Regions from separate parts of the Mus musculus genome. Here regions 1, 2, 3, 5 and 6 are each linked to region 4. The links are chromatin contacts, called in public HiChIP or PLAC-seq and promoter capture Hi-C maps. All regions are on one chromosome and are shown on one strand. The core of a region is the stretch at or near the end of the contact, and the rest is flanking DNA. Distances in the headings are between cores, read along the strand shown. Region 1 holds the start of Vsig10l (V-set and immunoglobulin domain containing 10 like). Region 2 holds the start of Zfp719 (zinc finger protein 719). Region 3 holds the start of Siglecf (sialic acid binding Ig-like lectin F). Region 4 holds the start of Zfp788 (zinc finger protein 788). Region 5 holds the start of Zfp976 (zinc finger protein 976). Region 6 holds the start of Zfp658 (zinc finger protein 658).

The links. Promoter capture Hi-C pulls out the DNA fragments that hold promoters and counts their contacts. HiChIP or PLAC-seq counts read pairs in DNA pulled down with a chosen protein or histone mark.
Region 1: a promoter capture Hi-C map of pre-B cells shows a contact between it and region 4, with 3 times the contacts expected there. The contact joins the promoter of Vsig10l here to the promoter of Zfp788 in region 4. A contact is called at or near these places in 1 of 39 promoter capture datasets (pre-B cells) and 1 of 115 datasets of contacts at active chromatin or transcription factors (extraembryonic endoderm stem cells).
Region 2: a contact with region 4 is called in a promoter capture Hi-C map of hippocampal neurons, with 4 times the contacts expected there. The contact joins the promoter of Zfp719 here to the promoter of Zfp788 in region 4. A contact is called at or near these places in 6 of 39 promoter capture datasets (the 3T3-L1 cell line, cranial neural crest, frontonasal cranial neural crest and 3 more), 2 of 484 Hi-C or Micro-C datasets (nephron progenitors and rod photoreceptor) and 3 of 115 datasets of contacts at active chromatin or transcription factors (astrocytes, regulatory T cell precursor and thymic regulatory T cells).
Region 3: a contact with region 4 is called in an H3K4me3 HiChIP or PLAC-seq map of pro-B cells, with 8 times the contacts expected there. The contact joins the promoter of Siglecf here to the promoter of Zfp788 in region 4. A contact is called at or near these places in 1 of 39 promoter capture datasets (the C10 cell line) and 1 of 115 datasets of contacts at active chromatin or transcription factors (pro-B cells).
Region 5: an H3K4me3 HiChIP or PLAC-seq map of stem cell-derived neural progenitor cells shows a contact between it and region 4, with 6 times the contacts expected there. The contact joins the promoter of Zfp976 here to the promoter of Zfp788 in region 4. A contact is called at or near these places in 2 of 39 promoter capture datasets (embryonic stem cells and hippocampal neurons) and 3 of 115 datasets of contacts at active chromatin or transcription factors (astrocytes, extraembryonic endoderm stem cells and stem cell-derived neural progenitor cells).
Region 6: a contact with region 4 is called in a promoter capture Hi-C map of pre-B cells, with 5 times the contacts expected there. The contact joins the promoter of Zfp658 here to the promoter of Zfp788 in region 4. A contact is called at or near these places in 6 of 39 promoter capture datasets (the C10 cell line, cranial neural crest, frontonasal cranial neural crest and 3 more), 2 of 484 Hi-C or Micro-C datasets (nephron progenitors and rod photoreceptor), 2 of 115 datasets of contacts at active chromatin or transcription factors (extraembryonic endoderm stem cells and thymic regulatory T cells) and 1 of 9 other capture datasets (adipose tissue).

The regions. Positions count from the first base shown.
Region 1 is chr7:43,461,400-43,464,505 of GRCm38.p6, forward strand. It overlaps Vsig10l (V-set and immunoglobulin domain containing 10 like), which reads left to right and starts at 1,752. Exons shown (of 10, transcript NM_001368881.1): 1 at 1,752-1,873; 2 at 1,961-2,776. The coding sequence starts at 1,834. It overlaps Gm39000 (a long non-coding RNA gene), which reads right to left. Exons shown (of 3, transcript XR_003946763.1): 2 at 2,682-3,106; 3 at 101-1,641.
Region 2 is chr7:43,578,292-43,581,370 of GRCm38.p6, forward strand. Zfp719 (zinc finger protein 719) reads left to right here and starts at 1,295. Exons shown (of 4, transcript NM_172482.1): 1 at 1,295-1,475.
Region 3 is chr7:43,349,985-43,353,091 of GRCm38.p6, forward strand. Siglecf (sialic acid binding Ig-like lectin F) reads left to right here and starts at 1,357. Exons shown (of 10, transcript NM_145581.2): 1 at 1,357-1,436; 2 at 1,540-1,600; 3 at 1,663-2,025; 4 at 2,184-2,462; 5 at 2,638-2,685. The coding sequence starts at 1,564.
Region 4 is chr7:41,631,901-41,635,058 of GRCm38.p6, forward strand. It overlaps Zfp788 (zinc finger protein 788), which reads left to right and starts at 1,631. Exons shown (of 6, transcript NM_023363.3): 1 at 1,631-1,794; 2 at 2,780-2,810. Gm51480 (a long non-coding RNA gene) reads right to left here and starts at 1,113. Exons shown (of 3, transcript XR_003946761.1): 1 at 1,025-1,113.
Region 5 is chr7:42,640,854-42,644,333 of GRCm38.p6, forward strand. It overlaps Zfp976 (zinc finger protein 976), which reads right to left and starts at 1,751. Exons shown (of 4, transcript NM_001242388.1): 1 at 1,627-1,751. The coding sequence starts at 1,629.
Region 6 is chr7:43,561,119-43,564,467 of GRCm38.p6, forward strand. Zfp658 (zinc finger protein 658) reads left to right here and starts at 1,252. Exons shown (of 5, transcript NM_001008549.2): 1 at 1,252-1,303.

The sequences.
Region 1 (3,106 bases), core at 502-3,001, 1.8 Mb after region 4:
AAAGGAAAATCCGTTTTCTTCAATGGAGCAACACTAGGTATATCAACCACATACCTCAGGGCAGGCCCCATGGCCAAGTGTGGTCAACCAATACAAAATGGACTCTGTGCTTTATTTTATTTTACTTCATTTTATCTTAGAGAAAGAACATGAAGACAGGTGAGTAGGGGGTTGGGAAAGATCTAGAAGGAGTTAGGGGACAAGAAAAGATATGATCAAAACATGTTAAATTCTCAAAGAATAAACTAAAATAGTATTATTATTCATTTACTTCTATTTTCTTAGAGTCTCCATGCTGTCCTGGTTGTCCTGGAACTCCCTATGTAGACCAGGATAGCCTTGAACTCAGAGATCCTCCTGCCTCTGCCTCCCAAGTGCTGGGGTTAAAGGTGTGTGCCACTATGCCCAGCAAAACATTATTTTCCTCAAAAGGTTTTCTGACATAGCACTTCTGAGCTATATATGATAATATATGGAGCATGCTCAATGCCTTCTGACCATGCCTTCCACCAGCACGGAAAGCACTAGGTCTCAGAGGTTCAGAGCTGAGCAGAGGCCTAAAGCCTACCTAGCAAGGGGTGATAAGAAAACGTTCTGACGGACTGAAGCAATCTGACCAGCCTTAACCTAAGTCCAGCCTCTCTTGCTGGCTCTGCAACCTCTCATGGGAAATTTGGCTTTTCTGCATCCTCATTGGTCTGTGAAGTGAGGATCAAACATTCTGCTCAGAGGACACTGAGAAAAAAGAAATCAGCCTGATAATAATGTGCTGGTAGGATTTAGCATAGTTCCTGGCTGAGCTGAAGTTGTCATTATTATGGCTGTTAATGAGGTGAGACCTGAAGGACCAGTTGTGAGGTGGCCAGATTGGAGAGGGAAAACGCATTCCAGGTAAAGAGAAGAATGCTGGCAAGGGCTGGGAGGTTAGATGGCATCAGAAGAGCGGCATGTTCAGGAGGGTAAGACATAGTGCAGAGAAGTGGGTGAGGCCAGTAAGGATGTCTGCAGAGGATGCTGTGAAGCCAAGCAAGGCTGGGATATGGAGGGAGGGATCTGCTGGCCAGGGAGGGGACTTACAGAGTAGGAGGTTACAGAAAGTGTGTGTGGGGGGGAAGGGGGTTGCAGATGAAAAGGGTAAGGTCTGAGCAGTGGGTACAAGAGGAGAAAATGGGAAGAGATCTAGGTAGTATTCAGAGATTGGTAGCAGTGCTGGGTAGGGGGGACAGTGGGAAGCCTCCGCAGGCTTTGCATAGGTGATCCTGAAAGTATGGGTCAGAGGGAGATGCTGAGTTCATCAGGTATTGAACAATGGAAACTGATTTCTAAGTATCAGGGTAGATGGCTTTGATAGAGACAGCAACTGGAGACTTGGTTCCGAGGATCATAAGGAGTCACAGAAGGATCTGGAGAAGAGGGCAGGGTCAGAGAAAAGACTGCAGGTCAGACAGTAGACAGCAGAAGGCTGGGAAGCAAGACACCTGGGCCAGGTGGGGACACAGGAGGGGCTCTGACTTCACAGACACGCCTGAAGGAAGTCTTCCTGCGTGGTCCCCACAGGCTTGCTGCTTGGTCCCAGCTGGGAGTTCACCTTGCCCTGGGGGTGAGGAGTGGAGGTTCAGCCTGGGCTTCTCCATACAACCTCTGATGAAGACAAGAAGGGTGGAGCGGGCCACTCAGCCACCATATCATGCCAGGGGACCCTGGCACCTCCCACATTTGTCTCCTTTCTCCACCCAGGAAGCTAAGCAACCATTCCTGCTGGACTTGTCAGACCTGGGACAATGCAAGCTGTGGATCTCTGTGTAGTGTCCTCTCTGGAGTGTGACCATCACCATGGGCCTCTCGTGGGCTCTGCTGCCCTTCCTACTCCTGGGTAAGTTCCCTGTGCCCCTCTCCTCCCCAGCAGCCCACTCCCTGGCAGTCTCTCTCAATGCTCTCCCCTCCCTCCTCTCCTCTGCAGCCTTCAGAGCTGAGCTCCTTGCCCTCCAGCCAGCTTTGGGCTCTCAGCCACCCTCTGCCTCCTCCTCACACTCCATGGGCTCCTCTCGGGACTTTGTTTCAAACGTCTCCTCCAGCCAGCACCCCCAGCCGCCAGGTTCAGAAGCCTCTGCTGGAATCCCTGATTCCAACCGGTTTCCTCAGGGGCTGAATTCAAGCCATGTGCCTGGATTATTCAGGACCAATGTTTCCGCTGAGGAACAGTATCTCAGCCCTGATGTCACCTCCTCTGAAACCCCTCCTTCCAGAGTGTCTCTTGATGGTTTAGATTCTCAAGATCCTGACAAAGACTCTGGGCTTCCCTTCCTCGTCAAGACTCCAGCTTCACAAATATCAGTTCAAACTCCAGACACCAAAGTACCTACCAAGGCCTCAGGTTCAAAGCTATCCCTGGAGCATCACAACCTTGAACCTGGATCCAAAATTTCTTCAGAGATTTACCAAGCTGCAAGCTTTCCTCAGCAAGTGGGGGGACCCCTGGCTGTGCTAGTGGGAACCACCATCAGGCTCCCCTTGACCCCGGTCCCCAGCTCCAGTCCCCCTGCTCCTCTGGTGGTCTGGCGCCGGGGTTCCAAGGTATTGGCAGCTGGGGGTCTGGGGTCACAGGCTCCACTAATTAGTCTGGACCCCATGCATCAAGCCCGCCTGAGATTTGACCAGATTCGAGGGGGTCTGGAACTCACCTCTGCCCGGCTGGATGATGCAGGGGTGTACACAGTTGAGGTCATCAGGGGAGGAGTCTCCCAGCAGATTCGAGAGTTTGTGGTGGGTGTATTTGGTAAGTGGGGTCCGAGGTCCAGAGTGCAGGCTGCCGAGTGCCTGCTCTCCTCGCAGACCTCTGGACAAGTCTGTGCTGTGTGAATATGCTTCCTTCCTAGAAGAAAGAGCCTGTGGGTGGGGATAAGAGCAAAGGCAGGGACCAGAGCTCACCTTGTCTGAAGGAGGAGGTCTAAGCTGGACTCTTAGGTCTGAGAGAGGCCTGGACCTCACTTAGGTGTGACGGGGGAGGGCTAGGGCCTGAATCCGTGGGACCGAGGGAATTAAGACTGGGGTTTGGACTCAGGTCTGAAGGAGGAGGATTGAAGTCTGAACCCCTGGGTTTGAGGGA
Region 2 (3,079 bases), core at 45-2,544, 1.9 Mb after region 4:
ATTATTCCTGTAGTCTGTTCTCAGTGGGAAGCTCTAGACTATGTGTGAACTGGGCATGATTGCACATTGTTGTAATCCTAGAACTTCCCTGGTATAGACAAGATCAGAGTAACTTCAAGGCCAGCCTGGTCTACATAGTTCCAGACCAGTGGTTCTCAACCTTTCTAATATTTTTCATTGCTACTTCATAACTGTAATTTTGCTACTGTTATGAATCATGATGTAAATATTTTTGGAGATAGAGGTTTGTCAAAGGGGTCATAACCCACAGGTTGAGAACCACTGTTCTAGACTGTCCAGGGCTAGAATGTGTTTAATATGGAGATAACTCACACAATTTTATACTTTATTCTTATAATGTACATTAGGTCTACTAATTTATTCACTACAGTGCTAGGTGTTTTTCCCATTTGACTAGTGTCCCTGTTTATCATTATTTCCACTGCCCACCTAGTTCTACATTATTTCTATTATGCGATTTAGAAGACATTTTACTTCTAAGTAAGAACAGGTTTCTATCCTCTGGGAACCGTGAGATGCCTCAGTATGACGTAAATGATGGCTTATCTCAGTTTCTCACCGTTGGTGTTCCATATGACTTACCTCCTGTTTCCTAATAACCCCACATAGTTTTCAATTTTTGAAAAATTAGAAAAGGCCAGTGTGGTGATACACATCTTTAATCCCAGCACTCGGGAAACAGAGGCCATGAGATGTCTGAGAGTCCAAGGCCAGAATGACCTTCATGTCCGGTTCCAAGCCAGTCAGACCAATATAGTGAGGTCATCTCAAAAATAAGAACTTCTTTCAATTCTGGTGAAAATCAAGAGAAAGTTGAAGAAAAAGAGAAACAGATTAAAAGCACTTGTTGCTCTTGCAGCTGTCCTGGATGCTATAAACTCAACATGCAGGCAAAAATACATAAAGTAAATCTAATAAAATACAGGGGAAAAAAAGGTACATTTAGGAAGATGTAATGTTACAGTGTCTTAGAATTATATACACATACAAGACGTTAATAAATCCCCTAAGCATGTGAGACAGCCTTGGACTTTCACCTATCACATTCTTGTCGGCTGTATGGAACCGTTGCGCTTTGATGCTTGCCTCTGTGTCACGGGAGTGTGGGTTCAGCCATGGCACTTTCTAGGAAGAAGTTAAAAAAAAAAAAAAAAAAATCAGAAACCACCAGATGAGCCATAATAAGTACTGGCAAGACAGACTTCCGCCAGTGGTGGTGCGCATGCGCGCCACCCAGGGCTACGTGGTAGTGAACTGAGGGAACCCTTATTCAAATCGGAAGTGGCCTAGAGTGATCACATCCGCTCAGATCTTAAAGTAGTTCGCCTCTCCTGTCGTTGCCAGGGTAGCGTGGGTGTTTGGAATCCGAACCCATGGAATTGTGGGTGTCTGTGGGCGGAAGTCTCGCAGTCCTGGCGTGCCGTGTGCAGAGCTTCTCTAAGGTGTAATGTGAGGTGAGTGGATGTGGAGCAGAGGACGCTGTGCTGCTGAGCGCCGGTTTGTGCTGAGTGATGGTTGAATCGGCCCCAGGGGGGGATGAGGTGGATAAAGTGGGGGTCGTTCGGTTCTCTTTCATTCTGTTCCTGCGGGTTTTCCGCGTCTGTATTTTGTCACTTCCCAGTATGCTGTCCTGTGGGATTTCCCACCGTCGTCCGTGAAAATTACCATGTGAGGGCATTCGGGGCAGGACTCAGTGAGTGGGCGCTGCAGCATCCGGGAGCTTCAGGGCGAGGACCTTGAGATGGCTTGTGATCCGCTCAGTCTGTGATTGGCTTAGGAGTCAGGCGATGGAGCTTGAGGCCAGTGTAGGGTGCTTTGTGAGGGCGACCGCGTCGCTTTCTGGGCTGTTTGAGTAGCTGGTAACTGGAGCCCTGGCTCCTGGTCAAACACTGGCCTTCGAGAGGAGATAAACTCCAAAGAGTAAGAGAAAACGGGGAAATGAATTTATTTACGTTTGGTCCAAACTGGAGACCCAGTGCCCTCCATCTCTGTCAGCCTAAGCAGTATTAGCAATAGAAGGCACTGCCTAGAAGCCAGGAGATGTGTTTAGGTATATTTAATGTGGTCACAGTTATCTAAGCGGGGACATAGCCTTGGGGCTGCCCTTAGGTGTTCTGGATATTTCCTTTCCCCCGTATGCAACTGAAGACAGAAGAAAGATTTAAGAAAAAACTAGTCATTTCAGTTACAATTGAAAGTTTACATAAATACTGCAGTCCTTTGCTGATGTGAGGTCTGATCGGAGGTTTGACTTGTGCCTGGGATCTGTGAATTTGGCAAGGATTGGTAATTGGCAGTTACGCAGAAAGGTGCTGCTGTAAAAAGATTGTAAGGCAGAAGCCTGGGTTCCTGCATCCAAACAGGCAAGGGCCAGCCTCATCCAGTCTGCCTACTGAAGAGACCAGTGAGGAGGAAAGGCAGGAGAGTGGAGATGTGGGTCAGCAGTGTTGGGTTCCCAGCACCCACACCACATGGTGCCTTGGAACTGCCTGGTGGGACGATTCCAGGGGATCCGTGTTCCCTTCTGGCCTCCCAGCTAATGGTGCACAGACAAAGACAGACAAAACACCCACACACGTTTCATTTTTAAATGTTTGAATAGTAAGAATAAATCTTTAAAAAAAAATTTTTTTTTCCGTTAATGTTGGGCGAGCTGCCTTCTCCAATTATTCCCCACCTCCTAAAGAAATGTTAAGGAAAAAAAGAAAAGCAGAGGTTGAGACTCCATACAGTGGTAACGTTGAGCAGGCGGAGAGGTAAAGTGACCTAGTGGCCCCATGTCTGTCTCTAGTGCACAGATTTGAGGTTAAGTTTAGAAATCAAGCTTTATGTATTAAAGTAGTGCTGCAGGTTGTGGTGGCACATGACTGTCCTGTAATCTTAGCACTCTGCACTCGGAGGCTGGAGGATGTCTACATTATGGAGGCCAGGCTGGGCATGAAGTAGGTTAGCGTTTAAGTCAGAGCTGAAGTGCTAAAGACATACATAATGCTTTTTAGTAAAAGCAGCCGTGTGTGTGTGTGTGTGTGTGTGTGTGTGTGTGTGTGTGTGTTTCATC
Region 3 (3,107 bases), core at 107-2,606, 1.7 Mb after region 4:
GCCAGGGGAAGCAAGCCAGTAAGGAACATCCCTCCATGGCCTACTCATCAGCTCCTGCTTTCTGACCTGCTTGAGTTCCAGCCCTGACTTCCTTGGTGATGAACAGCAGTATGGAAGTGTATGCCAAATAAACTCTTTCCTTCCCAACTTGCTTCTTGGGCATGATGTTTGTGCGGGAATAGAAACCCTGACTAAGACAGGGAGTCTTCGCCCCATGTCTTCCTGTGGATGCCCTGTGTAAGTCTGTGTCTCTGGTGGTTAACCTCTATTGGAAACTTGAGGTCCAGACTCGCCTGGGACATGGGCCCTCAGCATGCCTTGGGTGATTATCATGATTAGATTAACTGAAGTGAGGAAACCCACCCACTTCTGGTTTCATAGGTTAGGATCCTAGACTATACAGTGACCTGAGAATAGTCCGTCACTTCTCACTCTGCTTCCTGACTGAAGGTGAAGTATGGCCAACCACTGTACACTCCTGTAGCCATGCCTTCACCATCACAATGGATTGCAACCTCCAACTCTGAGCCAACAGAAACTATTTTTGTTTTTAAGTTGCTTTTATCTGGATATTCTATAACAGCAACAGAAAAGTTATTTAGGCAATTAGAGTTCCAGTCTCCTCCTCTTCTTTATACATTAAACAACTATTGAATTTTGAATTCCCCCCCCCCCTCTCTCTCTGCCCACCACGGTTTGAGTGTGCCACCAAGCAGTAGTAGGGGGTCAAAGGGCAACTTTTGAGAGTTAGTTCATTCTTTCCACAATGTGAGTGGCTGGCCAATGTCTTTACCTGCTGAGCCATGTCCCTGATCATCAACCTTTTCCTTTTTTAAAAAAATTATTTATTCATTCATTTTACATCCCAATATCAGCCCCGCTCTCCTCCCAGTACCCACTGTACCCACTCACACAGACTCTTCCCCCATCCTCCCTTCTCCTCTGAGAAAGGAGAGACCTCTGGGTATCATACCACACCCCTACCACCACTATCCTCCGCCCCCCAGCACCTCACACACACACAGTGCATCAAGTCACTGCAGGACTGGGTGCATCCTCTTCCACTGAGGCCAGACTAGGAGGCCCAGTTATGAAAATGGATCCACACGCAGGCAACAGACTCAGGGAGGGTTCCAGTTGTTGGGGAACCCACATGAAGATCAAGCTGCAGATCTGCTACATATGGGGTAGGGGACCTAGGTCCAGTCTGTGTTCCCTCTGTGCATTAACCTCTTTCTTAATACAAACAAATGAGAAACAAATGCTACAGTTCAGGAGTGGAGGGTGGGTCTTCCTCATCGACTTTGCCTCCCATGATGATACACATGAAAAGTGGAAGTGTTTACTTTCCAGGGCCTTGATAGTGCTGATAACCTGTGGGTGGAAAGTTCCCTCTCTGTGGTCAGTCACTCTGTCTCTCTTCATTCCTGGACTAGGTTAGTAGGACGACTTCTCAGTCCTGTGACATTGAAGCCTGTGACCCTCACCCCAGGGATCCACTTCAAACTGATCAAGTTTTCTTTCTCTGGCCACCCACAGGAACCTAGAGCCTTTCACTGTGTGATGCGGTGGGCATGGCTGCTGCCCCTGCTGTGGGCAGGTGAGTGGGAACAGGGACCGGGCTAGTGGGACAGGACCAAGATAACCCTCATTTCTTTGCAGGGTGCCTGGCTACGGACGGTTATTCGCTCTCAGTGACTGGTTCAGTGACAGTGCAGGAGGGCCTGTGCGTCTTTGTAGCCTGCCAAGTCCAGTACCCCAATTCCAAAGGTCCTGTCTTTGGCTACTGGTTCCGGGAGGGGGCCAATATATTCAGCGGCTCTCCAGTGGCTACAAATGACCCACAGCGATCAGTACTGAAGGAAGCTCAAGGTCGATTCTATCTCATGGGGAAGGAAAATAGTCATAATTGCTCCCTGGACATCAGAGATGCACAGAAAATCGACACAGGGACGTACTTCTTCAGATTGGATGGTTCTGTGAAATACAGTTTTCAGAAGTCAATGCTCTCTGTGCTTGTGATAGGTAAGTGAAGAGGGGATATGTGGAGGTCCTTGTTCTAAAAGCCTTTGGGTGCCCTGGAGACCGCATAATGAGGTTGGTTGGGAGAGAAGCCTGGCTTGAAATAGGGTCATACATAGTGATCCCCAGCACATCTTGTGTCTCTATTTCTCTCTGTCCAGCTCTGACTGAGGTCCCTAACATCCAAGTCACATCTACCCTGGTGTCTGGCAATTCTACCAAACTGCTCTGTTCTGTGCCCTGGGCCTGTGAGCAGGGGACACCCCCCATCTTTTCCTGGATGTCATCTGCCCTCACTTCCCTGGGCCACAGGACCACCCTCTCCTCAGAGCTGAACCTCACACCCAGGCCTCAGGACAATGGCACCAACCTCACCTGCCAGGTGAACTTACCTGGCACTGGTGTTACTGTGGAGAGGACTCAACAGCTCAGTGTCATCTGTGAGTGTCCAGACCTGGGTCTCTGGGGAGGGGAGATTAGGGGTGTGGGATGGAGGGGTTAGAACTGGGTGATGGTTCCTGAATGCTAAGACTGTGGGAGGAGAAAAGACCAATGGGGTGGAATACCTGCAGCCATCTTTCCTCTGAAAGCAAACAACCATATGTGTCTATGCAGATGCTCCACAGAAGATGACCATCAGGGTGTCCTGGGGAGATGACACAGGTAGAGTCAAATTTCTCCTCCCTGGGATGGGTACAGGGACTGCCTCTGCAGGAGATGAGCAGGTATTCTGGACCTCAGGCAGGAGGAAGCTCAGGATTCCCCCACCCCTTACTCATATACTGCAGTCTCCCCATTATATCAGTTATCAGGGTTCCAATATATGGATTGTAGTGAAATATAATTCTGCCGATATAAAAATTTAATAATAATAGTTCTTGATATCTAATGACTCCTGTCTTGGTTGACCATACACAGATATCCTTGCATGCACATTTAAACACCCATATACATGCACACACATACACATACACACACACACACACACACACACACACACACACACACACACATACACACACACACATCTTCTTCACACACCACTTTGCAATTTTATCATTTTTAGTTCATTCTTTAATTTTTAC
Region 4 (3,158 bases), core at 381-2,880:
AATAAATTATAATCTAGATGTCATATATTAATTTTAATGTGTTTTATAAAATGGAGCCAGTGGTACCAAAGGGAGCGCCTGCCTGCCTAGGCCCATGCCAAAGAGTTCCCTCTGAGAAATCAGCTATAGGATGAACTTAGTATGAAAGGGAGTTTATTTGGAACCTGGGGAAGTCGGTAGAGGCAGAGAAGACGGGGACAGAGAAGAACAGAAGAAAAGAGAAAGAGGGGAAGAGGCTGGCTGGGGACATTAGAGGGAGGGAGGGAGGGAGGGAGGGAGGGAGGGAGGGAGAGAGAGAGAGAGAGAGAGAGAGAGAGAGAGAGAGAGAGAGAGAGAGAGAGAGAGAGAGAGCGCGAGCTTTTTTATCAAGCCAGGCTCTTACCTGGCTGTTGCTAGGTAACTGGTGGGCGGATCATCAAGGAAGTGACCATTACTGATGAATGTTTGCACCCACAAACATAGACAAAAATCTTTGAATTTGTCCCAGCATTACAATAATAAAAAAGGTGTACTAACACTTGGGAAAGAACAGAGTAACAAAACAGTATAATCAGAAACTTAAACACAAAGAAACTAGCTGCCTTATGGTCCAACTCTAAAACTCCACCTATTCCAGTCAGAGTAGTTGCCCATGCCTTCATTCAACAATCAGAACGCGTAGACAGACAGATCTATTGAGTTCTAGGCCAGCTTGGTCTACATGCCAAGTTCTAGCTAGTGAAAGTTACTTAATGAGACTCGGTCTTTTTTTTTTTTTTTTTTTTTTTTTTTAATACGCAATAAGAACCGCTAAAATCATCACTGCTGCAGGGCCCGCACAGCATCAGAGTCCTCAATGGAAGCTTCTGGCCCGTCCAGACAGATCTGCCCAGGGGCCACTAGGAGGGGTCAATCTCAGGTTTCTGAAAACTACTGGACGCTGGCTGTCCCACTGTCACCCGCCCCTATCCCGGGAAAGATGACCACAGCCAACTCGGTCGTTTGCCCTACTCCATCAGGGATCAGTAAGCTGCTACTCGCTTACATAAGCTTCACCACGGCGGGGTTCTGCGCTGTCCTCATGGCTCCGCACAGCGGGCCCACAGTGCACTGCACTCCTGTCCATTGCGTACCTCTCCCTCAGAGGCAAAGCAGAACACTGAGCACCGCCTGCAGGGAAGACCCGCCTCCTATCCGTGCTTTCTGAGGGAACTGCATGTCCCGATGCTTTGATTGGCTAAAGAGGCGTGAGTGACAGACGTTCCCTTTGATGGAAAGGAGAGCTAAAGGCGTAGGGAGAGCCACACTCCTTCCCAGTTGTGTGTTCGCTAAAGGGTGCAGACCTGTTCCAGATCCAGGGAGATTTGCATTTAAGCAGAATTGTGTAGTGGGCAGTGCACATGAGCGACCCTGTGCTCTGAAGCAAGGAGTGCCAACTAAGTGCAAGAAGACAGCCGAGCCAGTTCTGGGAGGAAGAAACAGGTTCTGTGTAAATGTAGATCTCACTGGAGCTCATTCAGGTCCGCACATAGGGCCGAAGGCAGGGCTGGGAGTGACTAGCAGTACTGGTCCCTTCAGTCATGTGCAGCTTAAGGATGCTATCACTCAAACATTGCTAGCCAATCAGAGCTTCCAAGTAGGCAGTCCAATCGAGTGCCAGCGGGAGGCGGGATTTCTTGGCCGCCATGCCACCTTCCAAGCTCTAAGACTGAGGTAGTCGCGTTGGAGACGTTGCTCTGTACGAAGTGCACCGCTGTGACAAATTATGAGGCAAATTATGTGAAGAGAGCGGGTGAGCCTGCAAGCCGCGCTATGGTGAGCAAGGGACCCTTGTCCCCAGATGGGGTGGATCCGATGTGGTGCATCCTCACCGGGGTTGGGGCGGGCCTTTTGGTACTGGCATCAGGATTCCCCCTCCCCGTGGGTTTAGAGTTACTCCCCACCCCCACGCCCTTGCGGGCCTTGGGGGGGGGGGGGGACGACTTGATGAGCTCTGTCCAGCAAGAGGAGTGCCTCGATGTTGGTGACGTCAGTTCCCTGTATGTGAGCACTGGTAGTGTTGTTGGCGTTTCACCACACTGCTAACCTTAAGACCCTCTAGGTTTTCTGTGTTATGTTCTTGATGTTCTGAATGCATGGTGCAGGCTGTATTTAGATTTAGGTTCCCCCCCCCCGGGGTGGGTGGGTGGGAGGGTATAGGGGGGCTTTCGGGATAGCATTTAAAATGTAAATGGAGAAAATATCTAATAAAAAAAAAGGAAAAAAAAAAGAAAAAACGTATTCATTTTTTTTTCCTTTTACAATCTTTTGGGAGAGCACTCCCCATGTTTTAAATCCATATTTATTTATTGCGGGCTGGCAAGTGTGCCAGTGTGCCTGTGGAAGTCAGAGGATAGTTCCTGAGAATAGGTTTCCCACTGTGCTGGCCCCAGGGTTTGAATTCAGGGCAGCAGGCTTGGAGATAGTTACCTTTACTGGGCCTTTCCAGGCCCTCTCCTATTTTAACTTTTTTGAAGGTTTATTTTTATTTTATGTGTATGAGTATGTGCTTGCATGTGTGTATATACCAAATGCATGTGCAGGCCAGAACTGGATTTGGATCTCCAAGAACAGTTTTAGATGCTTTTCAGATGCCACGTGTGTGCTAGAAATTAAACTTGGGTTCTCTTTAAGAGCAACGAGTGGTTTAAACCACTAAGCCGTCTCTTCAGAACCCTAATTATTAGTTTAAGGATTATTTATGTTTTGTATATGTATGTGTCTCTCAGTATAAATGCTACATGTGTGTGATTCCCCACAGAGGCCTGAAGAGGATGTCGGAGGCCTTGAAGGTAATGAATGTTAAATGCTGTCATCAGCCACTGAAGTGAGTGCTGGGAACCAAACTCAGGTTTTCCAAAATAGCACACTCAACTGCTGAGTCATCTCTCCAGCCCTCCGTGTACTTCAGGGGACACTGAGAGACAAGTGTAAAGGTCTCTGGAGAGAGGTGTCCTTCATATCCTCGTCTGTCTGAATCCGTAAGCCCTAGTACTGAGCTTTTCTGTCCTACACAGTTTTCTCTAGGTGGGGCTGAATGGAACTACAGGAAAGTCTGAGATCCTAGCTTGAGTCCCCAAAACCCTCTGTGGCAGTTCCTCTTAACTTCTCTAATGCCAGCCTTTAATACAGTTCCTCAT
Region 5 (3,480 bases), core at 501-3,000, 1.0 Mb after region 4:
ATCAGTGTACAGTACAGTCATCTCTACTTCATAGAAAGTAAGTCCTGCACCCAAACTTCAGTCAAATTCACACTGTAACAATGATTACAGCAAAAACTGGCAGCCGGGCATGGTGGCGCTCACCTTTAATCCCAGCACTTGAGAGTAAGCCTGGCAGAGAGGCAGAGAGGCAGAGAGGCAAAGAGGCAGAGAGGCAGAGAGGCAGAGAGGCAGAGAGGCAGAGAGGCAGAGAGGCAGAGAGGCAGAGAGGCAGAGAGGCAGAGAGGCAGAGAGGCAGAGAGGCAGAGAGGCAGAGAGGCAGAGAGGCAGAGAGGCAGAGAGGCAGAGAGGCAGAGAGGCAGAGGCAGGCAGAACTCTCTGAGTTCAAGGCGAGCCTGGTAGATGGAACAAGTCCTAGGACCACAAGCTCATCACCCAGAAAAACCAGTTTTGAAAAACAGACAACCAAAAAACATAGTCAGTATGGCCATGGTACCAAAAGCAATCTACAAAGTCAATGCAATTCCCCTCAAAATTCAAACACAATTTTCTACACACATTGAAGTTGCAAGTCTCAGGCTGGAGAGATAGCTCAGCATTTAAAATTATTGACTGTTCTTCCAGAGGTCCTGAGTTCAAATCCCATTAACCACATAATTGCTTACAACCATCTGTAATGAGATCTGAAGCCTTTTTCTGGTGTGCCTGAAGACAGCTAGAGCGTACTTATATATAACAAATAACTAAATCTCAAAAAAAATAGAAAGTGGAAATCTCTACCTCATATGGAAGAACAAACACTCCCAGGATAGCCCAAAAAATCCCGAACCATAAAAAAACTTCTGGAGGCATCACAATTCGTGATCTCAAGCTGTACTACATAGCAATAGTGATAGAAACCAAATGGTATCAGTACAGACAGGCAGATCAGTGGAATCGAATACCCAGAAATGAACTCATACACCTATGGACACTTCTTAGGCAAAGAAGCCAAAACCATAGAATAGAAAAAGAAAGCACGGTGAACAAATGTTCTGGTCTAACTGGCTGTGTGTATAGAAGAATCACCCTGCACAGGATGGATCAAGGACCTCACATAAAACCAGCTACACTGAATCTAACAGCAGACAAAGTAGGAAATACCCTTGAATGCATTGGTACAGGACACAGAATTTCCTGAGCAGAACACCAATGGCTCAGGCTCTAAGACCAACAGTTAATACATTTCTAGAAAATGAAAAGCTTCTGTAAGGGAAAGGACACTGTCAATAGGACAAAACAGTAGCCTACAAACTGAGAAAAGATGTTCACCAACCCTATAGCCAATAAGGGGTAATATCCAAAAGTTATAAAGAACCAACCAACCAAACAAACAAAATTGTAGAAGATACTGGAGAAACTAGGCATTTCTGTGTTTGCCATCTTGCCAAGAAGGTTTCAACACACAAGCCCATGCTTAAATATTCGCGCAGATGAAGCCCCAGAGCAGAGTTTTTCAGAGCAGCTAAGACCACAAAAGACCTCACAAGTGGCCCTGTATACCTGAGGTTCGCGGTGCGCACCCTGCCCCAGGGAGGACTCACCATACTCGCTCCAGTTGTTCAATCGCCTGCCCCTTCCCATTGGAAGCAGCTGCCATATACTCACCATGTCGCGAGGTCTGAGCTCGTCTGAATTCCCCTCACAGCACCCAGCAGTAGCACACAGAGCAGGACACACAAACCACACCACACTCCTCAGATATAGTTTGGAACCGGCAGCATAGCACCGGGAAGCACCCGCCTCCACTTCTGACTGGCAGGTCAGACTGGAGGCCGTGATTGGCCAGCGAGTCTTGAATGACATAAGCAACTCCCTTAAGGTTAGTGTGTGATGAAGGGACTCAGTTTAATGATTCCTGGCCCACGTTGCTGTTCCAGGGCCGACCGTTTTCCAGATAATAGGGTGAGAGTGCACTGATGGGATAAAGCAAAGGGGTTGTGCTAGGACCCCAGGGGCCCAAATGTTGAGAACGCGACCCCTAGAGACACAGCTTGACAATAGATCGCTGCAATGGCAAGACAGGTTTTTATTCCAATGCGCACAGGGTTGCTCAGCCTCGCAGGGAGAGTAAATCCCAACTGCTTAAACTACAGTTTTTTGTTTTTTTTAACTACTCTTTATTTGTGGGGCATGGAGGGAGGGTTACACAACTTTATCAATGTTGGCCAGCAAAGTAACAGTTATGTTTTTTACTTTTGGTGTCAGCCAGCGATGTCAGAAACTTTGTCAGCAAGGTCGGTTTATCTTAGAATTCAAACTGAGGCCGGGGTCCCAGGGACCGTTTTTATTGTTATAGCAAATTTTTGAGAACAGCTAGTCTTGCTATGGCAGTTGTGGTCATTTTGACCATTAGACAGTCCCCTCAGATGGGGAAGGGGGCAGGCAGTCTTGAGCTTCTTTACACTGGCAGGGAAAGGCTTGTTTATATCAGCAGGGAAAGGGCAAGGAGCAGGGGGAAGGGAAAGGCTTCTGCAAACTGAGAATTCCTCAAGCAGCAGGGGGGAGGGAAAGTCTTGCTTCTGGCTTCCAGCACTCCCCTTCTCCCTCCTGTAATCAAGGCAGATAGCTTGCAGGGCCCATTATTTAACTTGCAGTGTAATAAACAATCCAGTCCATAGGGGAAGGGCACCCAGAATATTGACAATTGAGGAGATTTTTAGGAAACACTAAGATTTTTGTTCTGTGGTTTCATGGTCGGGTCAGGTAAACTGCAGCTATGTTTCACCTGGTAGGCATCAGACTTTACACAGCCCCAGGAGAAAAGCAGGAAAGAGATGAGAAACTCTACACAACACTATTGCTAGCCAGCACATCTTCCTTAGTGCGAAGAGGAAAAAACCCACAGCTGTATTAATAAAGGTATCCTAATGGACAAAACTGATAGAACGGATCTCTCTGTACATGTAGAAAGTGGATTTATTGGAATGGCTTGTAAGCTGTGGTCCAACCAGTCCAACAATGGCTGTCTGCAAATGGACAGATGAAGAATATAGTAGTGGCTCAGTCCATGTGGCTGGATGACACTGCTGGTCTTCAGTCTACATCACAATTAGGAATAAGTAGGCCAGTTTTCCAAAAACTGAGCTTGCTGGTCAGGGTAAGACATGAAGAACAGGAGAAAGAATTACCATCTTCAGTGACCTTTATAAATGTAGTCTGCCACCAGAAGCTGTGGCCTAGATTAAAGATATCTCTTTTCACTTCAAATGATCCAGATTTAAAAAAGAGTTTACAACCTAAAAAGATATAATCATGAAAAATCCTTCACAGTACCGGAACTGTAGCAATTTTAGTTAATTCCATGTATAGCCAATTTGACGACCAAGAATAACCATCACAAGAGGCAAGACAGAAGAGTTAAGACAGATTTCCTTCCATTTGCAGGCAAGGACAACCTGGGAGTCATTTCCAAAGCAATGCTTTTTGTTTAATTTTAAAACTTATTTACTTTTATTCATT
Region 6 (3,349 bases), core at 2-2,501, 1.9 Mb after region 4:
CAAGGTGGTGCCCGGGAGGCAATAAGTGCGTGTGGGTATCAATCATATGCTAAGATGTAGCAGAGAATCGATCAGAAGTTGATATTTGCATATTAACTTTTATGTGGTTTAATATAATTTGGCATGTGGTGATGGGTGGCTGAGACTACTTTTTGGGACCCCCGGAGCTGTATCTTTGGACACAAAACCCTGGTCACAAGAGCACCAGTACTATAATTTGTTCTCAAGACAATCAAAATCATATGTGAAGCTAGGCATGATGGCATATCCCCCCCACCCCCCAGCCCTGGAAAGCAGAAGCAGGGGATCATACCATGTTCAATGCTATACTCTTGTCTACACAGAACTAGAGAACGCTAACCTGAGATACTGCACACAATCGTTCATTTTGTTCAGATATTCGACTTTGGCCTATGGATTTATTCCCTCTACTGTACTGCACGTTTTCGTCATCAATTGATCTCTCACCATTTATCATTATCTCCCTCTCCACCTTCCTCTACACTATTTCTTATATATGCAAAACACACAATAAATAATGAAGAATTAAAATAAAAACACTTGTCATTGACAACAGATTTTCTCCACCTCTGGTCCCCATGAAAAGCCTCAGTGTCACATTTATTTCAGACCTTCATCTTTAAAGATTCCACATGGCTTCAATTCCCATTTCCCAACAAACCTAGTTTTTTTTTTCTTTATATTTATTAATTTATTTTTTATTTACTTCTTAGTTTAGAGGAAAAAAATCTTTTAAGTCCCTGAGAATATACAGAAAAAAAAATGGTATTTTTAGTAATATGCAGCATCCCGGTCTCTTGGAAATAACTGATATACACGTATAGGTAGGAAGTAAAATCCCCTGAAAATATGAGACAGCCTTGGACTTTCACTGTGTCACAGTCCACAAGCTTTGCCTGCTTATGTGCACACTGTGATGGTGGTCCCTGTATCATTGTATTGTGGGAGTGGCCATGACAGCTCCTAAAGGAACAGAAACTACAGGAAGATCCAAGTGAAGTATTGGCAAGTTGTAGCGTCACAAATAGTAGCGCGCATGCGCTTCGCCAGCCTCCACAAGGGGAAAAAAGGGGGTGTGGGAGGGTGGCGAAGAACACTGATTCGCAGTAAACGGAAGTGGTCTCGAGCGGTCATATCCGCTTAAATCTCCGCGCAGATCAGTTCTGTTATTGTTGCCCGCACTCCAGGAGAGTTTGGATTCTAACACTGAGGGCCCGGGGGCGGAAGTCGCAGGGAGGGACACTGCGCGTCCTGTGCAGAGTTCTCTGCATTGTTGTGAGAGGTGAGCGGCAGGGGCGCAGGGAGGATGCTGTGCTGTTGAGCGCTGATTTGTGTTGAGTGACAGCTGACACAGCTACTGGAGGGATGCCCTGGTTGAGCTGGGGTGGGAATCCTATGGGAGTTGGGAGAGCAGGGTTGCTGAGAGAGACAGACAGTGCAGCCAGCTACCGCAAGCCTGGGGCTAGCGTCTCTGAGGGCGATCGCGCTGCTTTCTAGTAGTAGCCTGCGAGAAGAGAACAGGCAGATACAAATGGAAAATGAGATTATTTGTGGTTTGGGCTTAATTTGGGAAAGCCAGCCATTCTCGGTCAGCCTGTGGCTTCTGCCTGCGGAACTAATACTAAGAACACGTGGAACAAAAGCCAGGGGATTTGCATATGCAAAGAGGGCACAGGCATCGGAGCTGCAAGTTGAGCCTTTGTGCAGGTAGCAAGGCTTGTAAAACAGGACCTTTTCGTTCCCAGCATGTAGTCTCCTGTAGAGAGCTAGCGCTGCAAAGCAAACGTTTAAAAGGCAAATCCTAATCCCCGGGCCGTTTTATGTGAGGGCTGGGACATGAGGCGGGTCAATGCTGCCTCTGCTGAGACCATATGGTCACAATAAGAGTCAGTGATTGGCACTTGAGCAGAAGGACCCTGTGTCCTTATTGGAGGTTGTATGTTCCTTGGGTATCACTATTGAGTTTATTGAAGATTCTCTGGAAACTAGTAAATTGTCATCTTGGCTGCCAAAGTAATAACGTTCTGGGGAACTAGGTATGCCCATTTTAACCCCGTGGTTAAATTAATCCTGTGGTCAGTCCACTTATCAGAGGTTACTTAAAGTCCAGAATGACAGTGAATATGTCCTGTGTACCATAAAAACATTGTGGACAAGGGAGAAATGTTTTGTGTCGAGGGCCTGGTGTTTATGTGCAGGGTTTCCAAGTCAGGGAAGGGATTGAGCCATTGAATTTAAGGAAGAGAAACAGGATGTCAATGTGGGCATAGATGAAAACGAAAATGTCTAGACAGGCACAGAGAGCCAGGAGTGGCCATCACCACACCACACTGCACCACATCTCTGCTCTCAGAAGGAGAAAGGGTTCTGGGTGCTGGGCACACAGAGACCGCCCGAGATCATGGGCACTGGGTGTGGTTTAGAGTAGGGAAGGAACGGGACTGGTCCTGCTCTTCCTCTTAGGGTGTGTTCTGGAACAGCCCATAAGCTTAGTTGTCATTTCTGAGAGAGAAATGGTTGTATCAATGCTGGTGGCATGCTTAAAAGAGCTCTCGTGAGAGCTGGGCACAATGGCGCACACCTTTAGTCCCAGCACTCAGGAAGCAGAGAGCCGCAGGCCAGCTACAGCAACACAGTGAGGCCATGTCTCAAAAAGTTGGGGACTGGGGAGGGCTGTGTCTGAACAGCTTAGCAAAGCTCAGAAAAAGGAGCAGCCTGAGCAGCTTGCTCGTTCTCATGTGTCTTTCTGTGTGGGTTCTGAGGGCAGGCTGAGCGTCATATCACTGCAGATCCCCAGTGCCCATGGTACACACCTGCGCCCTCACTGTGGCATCAGCGAGGTTAATTCCTTATCTCCTCACAAGTCAAAGGTACAGCAGCTGCAGTGAATCCTTCCTAACTATCGTGTTTGGCGTGTAATTCAGGGAAGGGGAGTTGTTTGGGGTTTTGGCATGTGTGTTGTATGTAGTCTATGCATGTGGGTGTGGGCATAGGTGCGAGTCTGTAAGTGCACCTGCACTGAGGCCAGAGTAAGCTACTGAGTGTCGTGTTCCATCACCCCAGCCTTATTCCCGTGAGGTTGGGTCTGTTGAGGTTGGGTCTGTCGCTGAACCTGGAGCTAGGCGGATAGCCAGTGAGCCCAGAGGTCCTCCTCTCTTTGTCCCACACAGCACTGGACTTACAGGCATTTGTAGCCAAGCCTGCCTTTTTCAGATAGCTAGGTATTTGAACTCAGGGCCTCTCGTTGGTGCAGCAAGCTCTCTTACCCACTGCGCCATCTTCCCAGACCCCAGATTATGGTGTTTGGGTTTTCTTTGTCATCACCCTG